2 separate regions of the Bos taurus genome follow, and region 2 is linked to region 1. Evidence: chromatin contacts called from public Hi-C data. All regions are on one chromosome and are shown on one strand. Each heading gives the region's core, a stretch centred on a gene start, on an enhancer-like site or on the middle of the called end of the contact. The rest is flanking DNA. Distances are from core to core; before and after follow the strand shown.

What was found. A called contact is a pair of places that touch in the nucleus more often than the background predicts.
Region 2: a Hi-C map of liver shows a contact between it and region 1, with 2.5 times the contacts expected there. The contact joins the promoter of TBC1D2 here to the promoter of NANS in region 1. A contact is called at or near these places in 4 of 11 Hi-C or Micro-C datasets (blastocyst, liver, skeletal muscle and 1 more).

Annotation. Positions count from the first base shown.
Region 1 is chr8:63,190,482-63,196,461 of ARS-UCD2.0, forward strand. It overlaps NANS (N-acetylneuraminate synthase), which reads left to right and starts at 2,475. Exons shown (of 6, transcript NM_001046482.1): 1 at 2,475-2,686. The coding sequence starts at 2,555.
Region 2 is chr8:63,354,252-63,359,677 of ARS-UCD2.0, forward strand. TBC1D2 (TBC1 domain family member 2) reads right to left here and starts at 3,516. Exons shown (of 13, transcript NM_001101981.1): 1 at 3,119-3,516; 2 at 318-459. The coding sequence starts at 3,493. It overlaps LOC132345966 (a long non-coding RNA gene), which reads left to right and starts at 3,771. Exons shown (of 4, transcript XR_009495600.1): 1 at 3,771-3,907.

The DNA.
Region 1 (5,980 bases), core at 1,225-3,724:
TCCACTGAGTTCTTGCTCCTCATTCTTACGCACTGCTCTGGGCCTTCAGCTCTGTGGGTCTCTCCTCCTCAGGACACACTCTGCTTCTCTGTCCTTCCAGGGCAGCTGCACAAGGCTCACTCCTCCACTGCTCAGTCCTCTGCGCACTCTCTCCTTCAGGAGTCAACCTAGTCAGTCTTTCCTCACTCAGAATGGCTTCTGGATTTCTATCTCCAGCCCAGACCCACACTGAGCCTCAGAGCTGCCTCTCCTCCTACCTAATTAACAGTTTCACCTGTATATTTATTTTTAATATTTATTTACTTTGTCTATGCCTCGTGGGACCTTCAATCTTCTGTTGAAGCATGTGGGATATTTAGTTGCAGTGTGTGGGATCTAGTTCCCTGACCAGGGATTGAACCTGGGGCCCCTGCCTTAGAAGCCTGGTCTTAGCCACTGGACCACCAAGGAAGTTCCTCACCTGCATATTTATACCAAGTGTCCCAACCTACCCTTCTCCCTTCCACCCAGAAATGCCTCTTCCTCTCCCTTCCATTGTTGTTACTTTGCTCATTAGTTCTGGAAGTCAAGAGGAGAATCAAGTTTGCTTTTTCCTTCAAACTTATTTCTCAATTTTGTTTGCAACTCAGTATACGGTATTTCAATACGTGAACCATGAACTTCCAGATGTTCAAACTGGTTTTAGAAAACCAGAGGAACCGGAGATCAAATTGCCAACATCTGCTGGATCATTGAAAAAGCTAGAGGGTTCCAGAAAAACATCTATTTCTGCTTTATTGACTATGCCAAAGCCTTTGACTATGTGGATCACAATAAACTGGAAAATTCTGAAAGAGATGGGAATACCAGATCACCTCACCTGCCTCTTGAGAAACCTATATACAGGTCAGAAAGCAACAGTTCGAACTGGACATGGAACAACAGACTGGTTCCAAATAGGAAAAGGAGTACATCAAGGCTGTATATTGTCACCCTGCTTATTTAACTTATATGCAGAGTACATCATGAGAAACGCTGGACTGGAAGAAGCACAAGCTGGAATCAAGATTGCTGGGAGAAATATCAGTAACCTCAGATATGCAGATAACACCACCCTTATGGCAGAAAGTGAAGAGGAACTAAAAAGCCTCTTGATGAAAGTGAAAGAGGAGAGTGAAAAAGTTGGCTTAAAGCTCAACATTCAGAAAACGAAGATCATGGCATCTGGTCCCATCACTTCATGGGAAATAGATGGGGAAACAGTGGAAACAGTGTCAGACTTTATTTTTTTGGGCTCCAAAATCACTGCAGATGGTTATTGCAGCCATGAAATTAAGACATTTACTCCTTGGAAGGAAAGTTATGACCAACCTAGATAGCATATTCAAAAGCAGAGACATTACTTTGTGAACAAAGGTCTGTCTAGTCAAGGCTATGGTTTTTCCAGTGGTCATGTATGGATGTGAGAGTTGGACTGTGAAGAAAGCTGGGAGCTGAAGAATTGATGCTTTTGCACTGTGATGTTGGAGAAGACTCTTGAGAGTCCCTTGGACTGCAAGGAGATCCAACCAGTCCATCCTAAAGGAGATCAGTCCTGGCCGTTCACTGGAAGGACTGATGCTGAAGCTGAAACTCCAATACTTTGGCCACCTGATGCGAAGAGTTGACTCATTGGAAAAGACCCTGATGCTGGGAGGGATTGGGGGCAGGAGGAGAAGGGGAAAACAGAGGATGAGATGGCTGGATGGCATCACCGACTCGATGGACATGAGTTTGGGTAGACTCTGGGAGTTGGTGATGGACAGGGAGGCCTGCGATTCATGGGGTCGCAAAGAGTCGGACACGACCAAGCGACTCAACTGATAGGGTACTGCAAGAGCCCTAGGCTGGAAGGCAATCCAGGGTCCTAGTCCCAGCTCCACCGTGGCTTTCTGGATGGCTTGTGGACAAGTCAGTGAACTTTTTGAACTTTATGCATCTCATATAATAGGACCAGCAACCACTTATCGAAAGCTTACAGGCCAAGTACTGTGATCAGGGTGATCTATACGCTATCTCACGAATCTTGGGATGTACAGTCTATAATTTTTCCAGTTCAGAGAAAAAGGAAAATAAAGCTCAGAAGGGTAAGGTATTCATGATCAAGAGCAGGGGTGGGCTCGAACCAGCTCTGTAATTGTAACTCCAGAATTCATTCTTTCCATTACACCGTAGGGCGCATTCTCTCCACGCCCAAGGAAGCCAGCCTTCAGCCTCCTTAGGGGAATGTTTGCTCACCGATGCAGGCACTCTACGACCGTCAGAGGTTACGCTCGCGGCTGTGAGCCGCACTCCAAGCTCCAGAGAAGGCTGTTGGACTTCCTCTTTCCGCCGCACCTCTCTACTGCAGGGTGGCTCCGCCCCCTAATCTGATTGGCTGTCGGGAGCGAGGCCGTGCTTGGGGATTGGCTGCCCGGCGGCCAAGGACTGACGTGGCGGGGCCGGTGTGTGGGTCTCGCTGGGCTACGGACCTAACGCTCTAAGGAGGTGGCGGGACCCTGACTGGCGGTGCAGCAGGGAAGCGTAAGCCACCACCATGCCGCTGGAGCTGGAGCTGTGTCCTGGGCGCTGGGTGGGCGGGCACCATCCATGTTTTATCATTGCCGAGATCGGCCAGAACCACCAGGGCGATCTGGACGTGGCCAAGCGCATGATCCGCATGGCTAAGGTGAGGGGACGGTCTAGACAACTCGGGCACTAGCCCGGGGGCGGGGGCCGGGGTAGGGAAGGGCCTGGAGGAAGAGCGGCCTGGGCCGGGGTGGGGCGGGGCTGCGCAGAGACCGAATCATCCTCGCTCTGCCTCTCTGTGCCCTGCATCTGGCCTGGCGTCCAGCTCTCCAGGTCCACTAACAAACGTTTCGAATCCTGTTCTTCATCCCTTTGCCACCCTCCTGATTTGTTTGCGTTACTACAGTTGCTCCCTAACCCGACCTCTCTCGCCCCTTTCTGGTGGCAGAATGATCTTTCTGCAACACAGATTTGATGAGCCTTCAGTGGCTATGCACTGCCACTGTAGAGTCGAAACCCTTTAATAAAGTCTTCAAGACTTTAATGACCTGACCTCTTCCAGCCTATCATTTTTTAAATCTCTGACATTTTCTGCGACAGTGAATTACTTCCAGGAAGTTCCTGAAGTTGCTGTTGTCTCTCTCATCTGCCATTCCTTGTAATTACTTCATAGAATTTTGAGAATAAAAAAGATGTAAAGCTCTTAGTACAGTACGTGGCAAATAGGACTCAATACATGTTAGCTATTAGTGATATGATGTTAATGAACGCTCATGCTCCCACTTCTCTTGGACGCTTTCTCCAACTCCTCCTGTCAGAGTTGGGTTCCTGTAGTTTTTCCCATGGCATTGCATTGTCAATGTCTGTTTAAACTTTCTCTGTTAGACTGTGAGTGCTCTGAAGGGGGGACCTGTCACATTCTTCATTGTAAACTCAGTCCCCAGCATAAGATCTGCACTGTGATTCCTTGATTTAGAGGTAGTTCACTAAATCTTTTTTTCCTTTCACTTCCCTTCAGCCAGAGTTGTTCTGTCATTCATAATTAGGTTTTCTTTTACTCTTTCAGGACTTAACTCTGCTTTTATGGAACCCTACAGAATCATAAAGATACTTTATTTGGGGACTTCACTGGCACTGCAGTGGTTAAAACTCTACTTCTACTGTAGGGGATGTGGATTTGATCCCTGGTTGGAAAACTAAGATCCTGGGTGCCACGTGGCCAAAAAAAAGAAATACTTTTATTTTAAATTTTTATTTAATCATTGAAGTATAATTGATTTGCAATAATATTAGTTTCAGGTATACAACATAGTGATTCAATATTTTTATAGATTATACTCTTCCATTTAAAGTTATTGCAAAATAATAGTTGTATTTCCCTGTGCTGTAAAGTATATCCTTGTTGCTCATTTATTTTATACATAGTAGACGGTACTTCTCAATCCCACACCCCTTTCTTGTCCATCACTCCTTCCCTCTCCCCACTGGTATCCATTTGTTTGTTCTCTAGATCTGTGAGTCTGTTTGAAACCTAAGTTTCCATCAACAAACGAATGGATAAAGATATAGTGTGTATGCACAATGGAATATTATTCAGCCATAAAAAAGAGTGAAATTCTGTCATTTACAACAATGTAAATGGACCTGGAGGATACTATGCTTAATGAAACAAGTCAGAGAAAAACAAATACTATATGTTATCACTTATGGGTGAAATCTAAAAAGTAAAATACACTTTTAAAGAGTAACAATTGCTAACATTTTTTAATGCTTACTGGGTCAAGTGCCTTAAATGCACCACCTAACTTTCAAATTTGATGCAAAGGGTGTGTTACACCTTGACTTATTTGTCAGTTTGCTTTTTTGCCAGTAGAGAAGCAATAAAAGCTTGAACAAAGAAACCATCAGCAGTGGGGTAAAACAGGGACAGTGATTGTGTTTTCTGAACCTAGAGTTGACCATAGCATTAAACAGATACAGAAATGTACCTCATTTACGAAAGAAGTGGAGAAAAGAAGGGGAGGAACTTTCTGTCCTCCCAGTACAACTGCTGTCGTGTGGGATGTGGTAGAACTTTCTCTGATCTCTCCTCATTAGTACTTTCTGCTGTTTTACTTCACTTTACTACTTCCTATAAAGGGAAGGTTTGCCTAGACGGAGACAAGCTTTGTAACCTCTTGAGCGTAAGTCTGCTTCTTGAGGCAGACATGAGAAGCAAAGGAGGGAAGCATTGCGCTAGGAAGACCATGTCGTGCAGCCTCCAGGAAAGCCCTCTGGCCACCTCTGCCAGAGTCTCCGCACAGTTTTGGTCAGGTCCCTCTAGGCCTTGGGGTCTTTATCTAGACAATGAGGACTCTGTCGTCCAAGGTCACTTTCAGGTCTAATGTTCTTTGAACTTCTTTCTAGCATCAAGTTTTGACCATGCCATTTTGTGGCTTTTCCAGGAGTGAAAGTGACGCTCTGAGCACAGACGTTTCTGGAGCCCAGGTTTGACCTGTGTGTCTGTAGCAGTGTCAGTGAGCTGAGACTTGAGAGAGTTTCCCTTAATCTTTCTACCGAGTGATTAAAAAAAAAAAACAATTTTGAGAGCTTGGAGGCTGACTGGCAATAAAATTATAGCTTTTAGAGTCAGATAATCCAGCTTTTATATTATAGCTTCTGTTCAGTAAAGCTGGGGCATTTCTAAATTTTTCTGCTTGCCGTTACCCCAGAATCTCTTGTTCAAACAAGATGCCATATAGAAACCACATGTGCAGAACAGCTAACAGCCACCCCCATCAGGGGCTCCTCAGAAAGTTATAGGCCTTGGAGCTGTTCCACATGGCCATTTGTACAGATAGAGAAACTGAGGCCAGAGATAGGGAGTGACTTATCTAGGAGAGTCAGAGTTAAGGCAGATTCTTTTCCCCCTAAATTCTGGTCCAGTGCTCATATCCTCTGCTGAGTTATACAACTTAAAATCTTGATTGTTTGATTAATTATTTTTAATAGTATAATGTAAAGCAAAGTCCCCCCTGCCTTTTTTTTTTTTTACATTTTAAGAGGGAAAAACAGAGGGGAACTCCTATCCCCAGCCTTTTCTTCTTTTGAGACTTCCTTGCTTCTGTTTCTCTTCTTTGGGAGTTCTTAAGAACTCCATCATTCGATGTTGGCATTTGTTTGTTTGTTAAATGTTTGTTTATTTACTGATTTGTTTGGCTGCATCAGGTCTTAGTTGCTGAGCCTGAGTGAGAGAGTGAGTGGTCTGAGTTGTGGCATGCAGGATCTTTTAGTTTTGAGGTATGCGGAATCTAGTTGCGGTATGTGGGATCTAGTTCCTTGACCAGGGGGATTGAACCCTGGTTCCCTGCATCTGGAGCATGGAGTCTTAGCCACTGGACTGGCAGGGAAGTACCCTTGATGTTGTTTTTAAAGATAATGGTTTAATAGCAGTTGCCCCAACATTTCTCTTCTC
Region 2 (5,426 bases), core at 2,266-4,765, 160 kb after region 1:
ATTTAATCCTTATAATAACCCTAAGAAGTAGGTATAGTTTATTAACCTCATTTTACAGGGAAGGAAATTGAAGCTCAGAAAGGTTAAGCAACTTGCCTAAGATTGCACAGGATGAGGATCTAAAGCCAGCCAGCATGGCCTCAGAGCCTGTGTTCTTGCCATGGATGCTATACTGTTGCCCTAGCTGATCCTGAGCCACATCCCTGGCTCTCTGCTTCTTTAGCAGAGGACTCCTCCCACTTACTCCCAACAGGAGGGTAGAGGCTTGGTCACCAAAAGCCCTGGGTGTATGAATAGAAGGCAAGCCTGTTGGGTACCTAGCTCAAGGCGCAGGGCAGGCCCATTCCCAGCCAGGGCAGCGTCGTGGGCAGCAGGAAGTGCAGGCAGGCTGTTGTGGAACTCCCAGCGCTTCATCTGCAGCTGCTGCAGCCAGTACAGCATCGCTTGCTTGGTGGCAGCCTGAGAAGCACAAGGGTTAGTTGGCAAGGCCCTGTGCCCACACGGTGGGACTGGGTGAGGGATGTGAGAAGGTCATGGGAAGTTTGGCAACTCTCTCCTTCCTGAGAAAACAAAAAACAAAACAAAACACTGCCACTGTGGATAGGTGCCCATCTTTGAAACACCACATGCTCCTCAGTCATAGAAGATAACCAGGCTCTGATCTTCCACTCAGAGATATCTTAACCTTTCTGGGCCTCAGTGTTTTCATCTGTACTATGGTGATGATAACACTCGGTCCATAAGGTGGTTATAAGGGTGAAATGAGGGAAGGAAAGTGTCCAGCAGAGTTCCTGACATGCAGCAGGAGCTCCAAATGTGCTCACTGGATAAAAGAGTTTGGAGACATTGAGAGAGAGGGAGAGAGCTTTGAAATTCTGACTTGGCTGGGGCCCGGGTAGCATCACTACCTTCTTGTGTGACATCTCAGTGTCCTAGTCAACTTTGTGGAGTGAGGAGAATCCCCCCCTTTCTGAGGATGATACGACTGGGACCTGGAAAGTCACATGCGCTCAACAACAATTCAGTGGCACCTCCAGGCAGCCCACACAAGGTACACCTGACACTGGTCATCAGTCCCCTGGTACTGGATGGTCCACACACCTACTCTCACATCCATTACGTTGCCTGATCCTCCACTGGGGAAGCAGGGCAGGAGTGCTTGGCCCCTGCTATAGATGGAGAAACTTGGAGAAACTAAGGCTGTGAGGTGGCCCAGGCAGGTGGTGGTAGAGCTGGTCCCAGAACCCAGGTCTCCCACTTCTAAGCCAGAGACCTGTTATAATTTATGGCCAGGAGAGTGTGACTTACAGAGAGAAGGCCTGGGATCAGATGGGCTGCAGAAGCTGGGCAGCTCGCTAGGATTGGAAGGTAAGCCTCACAGAGATGACCACAGTCAAGGCCGTGTGAGAATATAAGCAAGCAACCAGGGCAAGCCCTCTTCTCAAGAGGGCCAGGGGTGAGGTGTGCAGAAGGCAGGAGGCTCCATGAAAGGGGCCCTCAGCCTGCCATGGAGGGATCAAATCAGATAAAATGCTGTCCACCATTCTCTTTCTATATATCAAAGCTTTCCCTGAGAGACCTCAGCTTCTTCCAGGGCTTCACCATGACCTTGTGCTCACAAACTCCCACTCATACCCAAACATCCCATTTTATTAATTCTCTGGACATGTGTATATTGAGCATCTATGGTATGTGTCAGGGACTGTGGTAGGCAGTGGAGACACTGGTGAGCCCACATGGCCCCTCTCCTCTTGAAACTTAAGAATCTACCAAGGGGACATATGACTGCATGTCCTGTTGTTTCCTCAATTGGGGTTCCCTCCTGTCAGTGACTGGCCCAACCAGGCAGTCAGCCAGTTACACAAGCCATCCTTGACTCCTCTCTCATATCCATAGCCACCTGCATATGTCTCCTTCCCCAATGCTACAGCTCAGCCATCATTTTCTCCTGATGGACTGTCACCCACCCCCCACTGCAGCCTGGTCACAAGACTGGCCTAGTCATTAAAGTGCAACTAAAAGCTGTGAGCTATATCCAGGGGGCTCAATAGATTCTCCATTGGCTGGAAGTAGAGGTGGGAGGGAAGCAGTCTACTGGCACACTCCTCTCTGAGTGTGAATTCCAGAACTCCTAGCCCACACCAATCTTTCTTTCCAGTTAAGTTCTAGGCACTTTCACTGGACAAGAAGTTTCTGACCTTGGTTCTGTTACTATGTGTGCTCAGTCAACAAATACGTATTGTGCACCCACTAGATGCCAGCAGTAGTATAGGCTGAGATTAATTCCGCAACTTGTGATGTGCCAGGTGCTTACATACCTTGTTTTAGTCTCACAAACTACCTCGGTACTAAGAGGTTAACTTGCCCAGAGTCACACAGTTAGTAAGTAGCTGATGCAGAATTTGAATCCAAGCCTGTCTGATTTCAAAGCGCATGGCCTTTGCAATGCTTCAGGCTTTTCCAGTTAAATATGATAATAAAACAGAACTTACTGATGAGAAAACAGGTTTGGCTATGCTTCAATGAACAATGTAGGTTGATCAGTGAAACCTAAGTGTTTATCTCCCAATCTCTGCCAATGTTTTCTCAGCATTCACTCCCCTTGGCTACAACATCAAGAAAAGTAATTCAGAATCCAGGCCTTGAAAGAGGATTGTAAAGCTCATATCTTGACTATACTTCAGCCCTAAGTAAGAAAGTTATGGTAACTGCCTAGTTTTTTGTTGTTAAGCTGGTTAAGTTTTGTCTGACTGTTTTGCAACCCAATGGACTGTATCCTAAAAGTTTTGATAAGGTACTGAGAAGTAGGGAAGCTATGAGATTCCAAGTGTGGGCTACACTACTTTTTAGTGGTGTGACTCAAACCAGTCCCTTTACCCCTTTATGACTCAGTTTTTTGATCCGTAATATAGGTCCATCATCCCGGCCTTTACTGCAGGAATCTAATGAGGAAATGGGTGTGAATGCGCTTTGAAAAACACAAAACCCTGGGCACCCAGGGTTCACTGAGGTGATCGGGGTCGGTGATTATGGTAAGTTTATTGTGACCACCCACCCGTGCTCAGCGGTGCCCTGGGATCCCATCCCGGCCAAAAAGGGAAAACAGTGCTCCATTTACCTTCAAGGTAATTATCCTGTTGGGAGTCTTGATTTCGAAAGTCCCCTCCTCGGCGTCCGCCTTGCAATCAAACACCGCACTGGAGAGGTCGATGCTGTCCAACGGATTCGCATCCTGCGCGGTCCGCGAATAATACAGGTGACATTTCCTCTCGTCGAAGAAGAACCAGCGGGATTTCCAGCCCCGGATGGGCCCCTTGCCACCAAACTTACTTAAATATCCACAAAGCTTTGGGGGGGTCGCCTCCAGGGGCCGGGTACAGCCCTCCGACTCCTCCGAAAGCGACACCTCGGGAACCTTGGCCGAGCCAGCAGGCTCTTCGGACCACGGGACGGAGGAACCAGACTCCGCGGGGCTCTCCTGCGCGCCCTCCATCGCAGAGGGACTGGAGGTTAGTGGCCCAACCCCACTCAAATCTTGAAAACTCAGGTGATAACCTTCCAAAAGGGAGTGATCCGACGGGGGCGGGGCCAGTGGCGACCCGCCTCCAGGAGACGACGGAGGGACTCGGTTGGCTGCAGCTTGTGAGCCTCATAGATCGAAAGCCCAGTAGGGGCGGATGGCCACGCCCATTCGGACCTCGGCCGCCAGGACACGCCCCGGCACGCCCTCTGCCGGCTCCTCCTTTCCCGCCTACTTCAGGCTTTTCCTCGTTGCCTGTGCGCCATCTTTACTGGGGGCAGCTTCCGGCATGAGGCAGTCCACAGGTTGAAGGCGTGGTGTCTCTGAATTAGTTAACCCGCGGAAGGGAAGCTGAAAGAGACGCGGGTCCTCCGGTACACTGCTCTGGTAACTCGCGTAATGGCGTGGAAGGGTGGTCCTTTCTCGCGCCTCATGGGCCTCCCGCCTTTTCTCCCCAGGTACCGCTCCGGTCACCGTCGGACGGCGGACCGCGCGGCTATTGGCTGAAAGGGACGCCCTGCTCAGTGTCGCCACATCCGGCACTGCTCTCGGCTTGTGGGGCTCGTTGGCTCAGTACCCGCGGCTGTTTATTCGTGATTCACCCCTGACCGCGGCGGCCTCTCCGCCCTCCGTCCCAGCCTCCTTTTCTGGCTGCTTGCGTTACCTGGGGCGCCTGGTCCGGCTGCTACCCTGACTGGGGCTGGACTCAGCAAATTGTTTACACAGACAAATAGGCCCTGATTAACTCGTTCAACCTCATGTCTCATTCTACCACTTGACCTAAAGTTTTTCCCCTTCCCTCCTGTCAGGCGCATCTCTTCTCTTAGGCTGTAGAACCCATTTCTGTCCACCTCTTTCGAGGCATCACGGTGCCCTAGCCCTTTCTTAGCTCCTCTCCCTTTAGCTTCTCTTTCTCTGCTGCTGCTGCTAAGTCGCTTCAGTCGTGTCCGACTTTGTGCCCACCAGGCTCCTCTGTCCCTGGGATTCTCCAGGCGAGAATACTGGAGTGGGTTGCCATTTCCTTCTCCAATGCATGAAAGTGAAAAGTGAAAGTGAAGTCGCTCAGTCGTCCTCGACTCTTAGCGACCCCATGGACTGCAGCCTACCAGGCTCCTCCATCCATGGGATTTTCCAGGCAAGAATACTGGAGTGGGTTGCCATTGCCTTCTCCAATCCTTAACAAAATTCTCGTTTCCGGGTAAATTATGCCCAGAGACTGAGACTGTCTTTGCCAGTACAGTAATTTTTTAAATACAGGTTCACTGCAGAAATTATAATTTATAGTAACAGTATTTCCCAAGTTCCTAGTATACGGGATAATGTCTCTTAATAAGCAAATGAAAAGAAGTAACATCCTCCCAACTGTAAAAGGGCCACAAGGTTAAAACTGTTTTGATAGATGATTTCTAAAACTGTTTTTCCTATCTTCCCCTTGTGTTGCTGGGAACTAAATTTGCATTCTTTGTTACTGATTAATGCTGGCGGGCCTTCTTGCTAGTTTTGCTTGTTCCTTTTAACCCCAGTCTCAAGACTTTCCTTAAATACTCCTGGTTTCTCCCAGAAAGCAGGACGGTAATTTTCAGGAAGTTAGTCTGCTACTGTCCTCATTTGCTGTCAAATCAATAAATTTCGTTTTCCTCTATCCTTAGAACCTTCCCATTATCTTCAGTCTGTATTGGGAAGGAGGACTGAATTTTCATTACAAAATCAGTGATATGTTAATTATACTGTTGTTCCAGCCAAAGGGGGGTTTGAAAGCAATAAAATCCAAATTTAGTTCAGGTGTACCTTTCTATGAGTTGGTTCCTGGTATAGTCAGTCATTCCTTCCAGTTGGGTATCAGGGTTAGGACCTATTACCAATGTTGGTAGAGGTTGCTCCCGAGGTTATTCCTCCAGGGACCCTT